Linked DNA regions of Sus scrofa: region 1 is linked to region 2. A link is a contact called in public Hi-C data. All regions are on one chromosome and are shown on one strand. Each heading gives the region's core, a stretch centred on a gene start, on an enhancer-like site or on the middle of the called end of the contact. The rest is flanking DNA. Distances are from core to core; before and after follow the strand shown. Region 1 holds the start of SHB (SH2 domain-containing adapter protein B). Region 2 overlaps SHB (SH2 domain-containing adapter protein B).

What was found. Hi-C and Micro-C count contacts between places; a contact is called where the count stands out from the background.
Region 1: a Hi-C map of liver shows a contact between it and region 2, with 3 times the contacts expected there. The contact joins the promoter of SHB here to the enhancer-like site in region 2. A contact is called at or near these places in 2 of 5 promoter capture datasets (both in liver), 7 of 47 Hi-C or Micro-C datasets (embryonic fibroblasts, fibroblasts, heart right ventricle and 1 more) and 1 of 2 datasets of contacts at active chromatin or transcription factors (skeletal muscle).

The regions. Positions count from the first base shown.
Region 1 is chr1:238,825,016-238,827,715 of Sscrofa11.1, reverse strand. It overlaps SHB (SH2 domain-containing adapter protein B), which reads left to right and starts at 1,292. Exons shown (of 6, transcript XM_021066254.1): 1 at 1,292-2,626. The coding sequence starts at 1,916.
Region 2 is chr1:238,766,100-238,768,983 of Sscrofa11.1, reverse strand. All of the region lies in intron 2 of SHB (SH2 domain-containing adapter protein B), which reads left to right. Among named protein-coding and RNA genes, the nearest start is that of SHB, 59 kb to the left of the region's middle. Within about 2 kb of position 1,538, at least 27 of the 83 cell types and tissues checked have an H3K27ac peak or open chromatin away from gene starts, as enhancers often do. A contact at or near this core is called in embryonic fibroblasts and liver, where this site is marked.

The DNA of each region.
Region 1 (2,700 bases), core at 43-2,542, 59 kb before region 2:
TCCTGACCAAAAGAGCCAGTGGCCTTGCTCCCTGGTTTTTCAGGTGCCAATTTTCCTATAGGATATAGGAAAAAGTAGATTCTCCCAAAGCCCATCTGTAATGTACATGTTGCAAGTGGAGATAATTAATGATTTGGACAACCATCCTAATAAATCAGCATTTTTAGAGAATTTCTCAGATCTCAGTTCTTACCCATCAGGGTATGTCATATTCTGGGGCTTGACCAGCCAAATTCAAAGGAGCTCTAGTGCATTTACTTCCTTTCCAGGCAGTTCTTCAGTCTCTGGAGAGCGTATCTGCCTCCCAGGGAAAGCTTCACTGAGCATGATATGCCCCTGACTCGACCATGATATGCCCCTGACTCGACCTCAGTTTCCTCATTTTAATAATCAAAGAACGATGGGAAATGACACAATTTCGGCACCATCAGACTACTTAGCTGGCATTCAGGCCCACCTGGGTGACCTTGCTCTGAGCCTCAGTATCTCCATCATGTAAAGTGAGAGCCCTGGATTAAACGGAGCCTTGCCAGCTCCTACAACTTTAGGCATTAAATGTTCCAACAGTTCATTCTGCCAAGCTGGCTGTGAGCTGGGTTAAAGCCATGGCTTCCTCAGAAGTGAAAAGGTAAGCAAACATTTCGACCTCTCAGGTTGGCTCTCCCATTGGTGCGGAGCCGGGCCCCTGCCACCTATCCTGGCTGCATCCTTCATCTGGATTGCTAAAACACTTATTAGCATAAAGATTTTTTCCGATGATCTGGCACAGGGGGAGGAACGGGAGTCTTCGTGTCTTTAAGCAGGGGATAGGCACCCTGTTCCTAAGGGGCCTTGGCACCGCATTTCCTCCAAGTGGATCAAGCTGTTAACTAAAAATGTCCCATGTCCCCAACAGTGGGGATCCCTGCGTAGCATGGCGCGTGGATCTCAAGGGAGGGTTTGGCTTCTGCGCACAGCAGGCTCAGGCTGGCAACCTCTCGCCCTAGGCGGCGGCGGGCCGCGAGTGAGGCGGGGTTGGCTGCGCCGCAGGACCCCGGCGCCCTCAGGCGCGACCCGGGGACTGGCGCCGAGGCGGCCGCGGGAGGTGGCGCTTGCTGAAAGGGAGAGAAGTACTCCAGCCGAGGACCTGGGCGCTAGCGGGGTAGGGCCAGGGCCGAGGTCTGGCAGCAGGGCTGGTGGGGGTGGGCGGGGCGGGGCCTGCGGGGGCGGGCTGGGGGCGGGGCGCGCACAAGCCCGGGGAGGGCGGGGCCGCGGCGCGGGGCGGGCTCTGGCGGACAGAGTGTCACACACGCGGCGGTTCGGGAGGCGGCGACAGCGGCAGCGGCAGGCGCCGCCGGGACGGGCACGGGCGCGCGGGCTCGGGCGGGCGCCGGCTGCCTCCCTCCCTCCCTCCCTCCGTCGCTCGCTCGCTCTCCCGCCTGCTTGCTTGCCGGCCGGGGGCCGGGCTCACCCCACCACTCTTGGGAAGGAAGAAAGGGGCGGGGGGACCGAGGAAGCCGACAAGTTCCCGCAGCAGCGGCGGATCCCGGCCAAGGCGGAGCCTGCGGCTCCGACGGGACAGGAGCGCGCTCCGCGGCGGAGCGCACTGCCAGAGCGTCCGAGGAGGGGGGCGTCTGGGCCTTTCGCTCTCCTTGGGGCCGGGGCCGGGATCCCATGAGACGCGCCCGCGAGGGGCGAGAGATCCGAAGCCCAGGAGGCGCGCGGCGGAGGCGGAGGGCGGTGCTGCAGCTGCCGGAGCCCGGGAGCGGCCGGCAGGAGGCGGCGGAGAGAACTTGAACTTGGCGTCGGGAGCAGGCGCCCCGGACGCCCCTCGCCGGGGCCGGGGCGCCGTGGGACCTGGGAGGCAGCGCTGCCCCCCGAATGGCCGCGGCGGCGGACCGGGCTCCCGCGCCGCGGCCCTAGGCGGCCTCTCGCCATGGCCAAGTGGCTGAACAAGTACTTCAGCTTGGGCAACAGCAAGACCAAGAGCCCCCCACAGCCGCCGCGGCCAGACTACCGCGAGCAGCGGCGCCGGGGCGAACGGCCCTCGCAGCCCCCCCAGGCCGTGCCGCAGGCCCCCGCGGCCGCCTCGGCGTCCTGCGGTACGGCCGCCGCCTCCTGCTTCTCGGCCTCGTCCGGGTCTCTGCCCGACGACAGCGGCAGCACGAGCGATCTCATCCGTGCCTACCGCGCACAGAAGGAGCGCGACTTTGAGGACCCCTACAACGGGCCCGGCTCGTCGCTGCGCAAACTGCGAGCCATGTGCCGCCTGGACTACTGCGGCGGCGGGGAGCCGGGCGGGGGCCAGCGCGCCTTCTCGGCCTCGTCCGCGTCGGGCGCCTCGGGCTGCTGCTGTGCCTCCTCCGGCGCGGGCGCCGCCGCGTCCTCGTCCTCGTCCTCTGGCTCCCCGCACCTCTACCGCAGCAGCAGCGAACGGCGGCCCGCCACGCCGGCCGAGGTGCGCTACATCTCCCCCAAGCACCGGCTCATTAAGGTGGAGAGCGCCGCGGGCGGTGCCGGAGACCCCCCGGGGGGTGCCTGCTCCGGCGGCCGCACTTGGAGCCCGACGGCCTGCGGAGGCAAGAAACTGCTCAACAAGTGTGGCGCCTCGGCGACGGAGGAGAGCAGTGCCGGCAAGAAGGACAAGGTAAGGCGCCCCTCGGCCTCACCCGAGCTTCCAGAGCCACTGTGCGCACGGGGAAACTGAGGCACCGCTCTAGT
Region 2 (2,884 bases), core at 289-2,788:
CTGGTCCTCCAGCGTGGCCTCTTCTAGTGGCTACGTGCTTTCTGAGAGAATGGTGATTGTGGGTTCTAGCTCTGGCTCTGCGGTGGTCTCTGTGACCAGACCACTTCCCTTCTCTGGGCCTCAGGTCCCTCATCTGGAAAATCAGATTCTTCTGCCTTCTTCCCTGGGCACCATGAAGGTCTTTAGAAGCCCTTACGTCCCCGCTTCTACGATCGCATCAGGCTTCGGCAGTTGTCCTGGCCAGGATGACACCTTTTCCTGCGCTGCCCACACCCACCTGTGTGTGATACCAGCCCAGATCTTACCAGGTGGTAAGAAAGAGCTGATCCTGGCCCCCTTCCAGGAGCATGCATGCCTCCCTCTGCTCTCAGGAGAGGCAGGGCTGGGAGTGCAGGTCTGCACCCTCTGCACAGCCAGCCTCCGGAGACCCTTCCTGGAGCTGCTGTTCTTAAATCTCAGAATAAAATCCCTGAAGACCAGCAAATGCTTCTCAGATCAGCGGGCCTCTGAGTCTCAGCTAGATGTCAGAGAGGCCATCTCTGGCCACCCTACTGGAGATTTCCACCTTTCTCGCATGTTCACCATCACCTCTGCCCACTGGTTCGAGGCAGCACTGCTCTTGTCCTCCTGGTAGCAGGAAAGTAAAGGGCGTTTCTGTCCAGATCCCTGAGCCCAGGCCCTTCCCACCTGCACTGTGCCCGTGGCCTCTGCTCCTGCAGTGTCCATGCACTCGCTTCTCTCCCTCACCTGGCCTGCTCCACAGCTCTGCTCCCCAAACGGTGTCCCGCTCCCCTCCCTCCCCTCCCCCAATCTGGCCTCCCCCTCCGCACCTTCTCACCTTAAATTTCAGCCCATCCCCAACACGTCCCACCCCTTCTTTGCTTGATTTTTTCCCTTAACTCTGCTTCTTATTTAGCACACTCTGTATTTTACCCACACTTTATCTGTTTATAGTCAGTCTGCCACTAAGATGTGGGTTTCACAGGGGCAGAAGTGTCTGCTTTGTTCCTGCTGGGACCTCAATAGCTAAAGTAGTACGTGATACGAACGGGCTTAGTAAATAGTTGCAGAATGCATGAGGCTAGTAGTTAATTCCAGGGATCCAGGGCTGATAGACGTGTTGGGGGTAACTCATGCTCCTCGCTGGTCTGTCTGCTCCCCAAGTGGCCTCAGGCTTCAGCCTGTCCTGTGGGTCACAGCTCTCCCCCAGCTGGGGGATGTCGGGATGGAGCTGTAACTGAAGAACAGTCTTTCTACCCAGCCCTCTTTCTGCTCGAGGCCCAGAGAAGGGCACCAGCTGGCCAGAGTCACACAGCAGCAAGCCTCTGGACTTCTCACAGAGGGCTCACGGGCCTTGTTTTGAAATATTTTGAAACGTGCCCTTGCACCCTTCTGCCTGACAGATGGGAGGCTTGGTCATGGACTGCACGGAGTTCCCTGGCTGGTCTGTCATTTACCAGAATGACTTACCTACTGGACAGGAAGGAGATAATCAAGTGTAAATAGATTTTGTATTAGTCACCCGATGACTTTCCTGTTCTTGAGAAACAGCCCAGCTCACACACACGCCCAGCCCAATGGTGTTCACCTGCTGAGCTCCAAGCCCAGGGAGGCCCCGTAGGGAGGGGAGTGGGAAGCCCAGGTTTCCATGGTGACCAGGGGGCCCAGACGGGCAGTTGCTTCCTGTTCTCTCACCACACATGCCCCTTGCCCTTTTGACCCTTGACACTGAGCTTGTCCAGCCTTTCAGGAAAGTTGCAGCAGGACTGAAAGAGGCCACGGAAAGCTGACAGTCATTGACAGGGCACCTGCTGTGGGCTAGACCTCGGTCCCTGCCCTCCAGGTGCCCATGTCTGATGTGGGGGGTTGACAAGGACCTAGACAAGCTCTGCTGTCTATAGTATAAAACAAGCCAAGCAGAGCGATGCTGGAAAGAGAACAGAGGAAGGGGTGGTCCGGCTCCTGAAGACCAGTGTGGGCTGCACAGAGAGGGGACATTGAGCAGAGACATACATGACGTCTTGACTCACAGTGGCCTTGCCTGCCATTTACCTTAAATTTCAGCCCACCCGAAACACGCCCCCCCCACCGCCTGCCCCAATCTCTGCTTGATTTTCTTCCTTAACTCTGTTCCTTATTTAGCATACCCTATATTTTACTCACACTTTATCTGTTTATAGTCAATCTTAGTGCTGCTGCTAGGTGTGGCTTTCACATGGGCAGAAGTGTCTGCTTTGTTCCTGCTAGAAGCTCAGTAGCTAAAGTATGATGTGGCACAAAGTAGGGGCTGAGTGAATAGTTGTTGAATGCATGAGACTATTAGTTAATTGCAGGGACCCAGGGCTGGCAGATAGACATGTTGAGGCCGCCTTAGGAGCCCAGAGACCTCCCCTCCTCTGAGGAGGAGTGCCACATCTGGAAAGCCCGAGTTTAACCGGTTACTAAATGGGTCAGGGAGTTCCCAATGTGGCTCAGTGGAAACAAATCTGACTAGTCTCCATGAGGTTGCAGGTTTGATCCCTGGCCTCCCTCGTGGGTTAAGATCCAGCGTTGCCGTGAGCTATGGTATAGGTCGCAGACGTGGCTTGGATCCCACGTTGCTGTGGCTCTGGCCTAGGCCGGCGGCTACAGCTCCGATTGGATCCCTAGCCTGGGAATCTCCATATGCCTTGTGTGTAGCCCTAAAAAGACCAAAAAAAAAAAAAAAAAAAAAAAAGAACCTAAATGAGTTGTAAGTAGAAAAGGAGCTGGCTTGGCCTCTGGGTGGGGTTGGGTGGGAGTCGGGCAGGAGGCCCTGGGTGCCTTGCTCCGTCTTGGAGACCAGTTCTGTCTCCAGGTGGGGGGCTGCATGGAGGTGTCTGGTTGTGCCTCTTTTCCCTGCCCC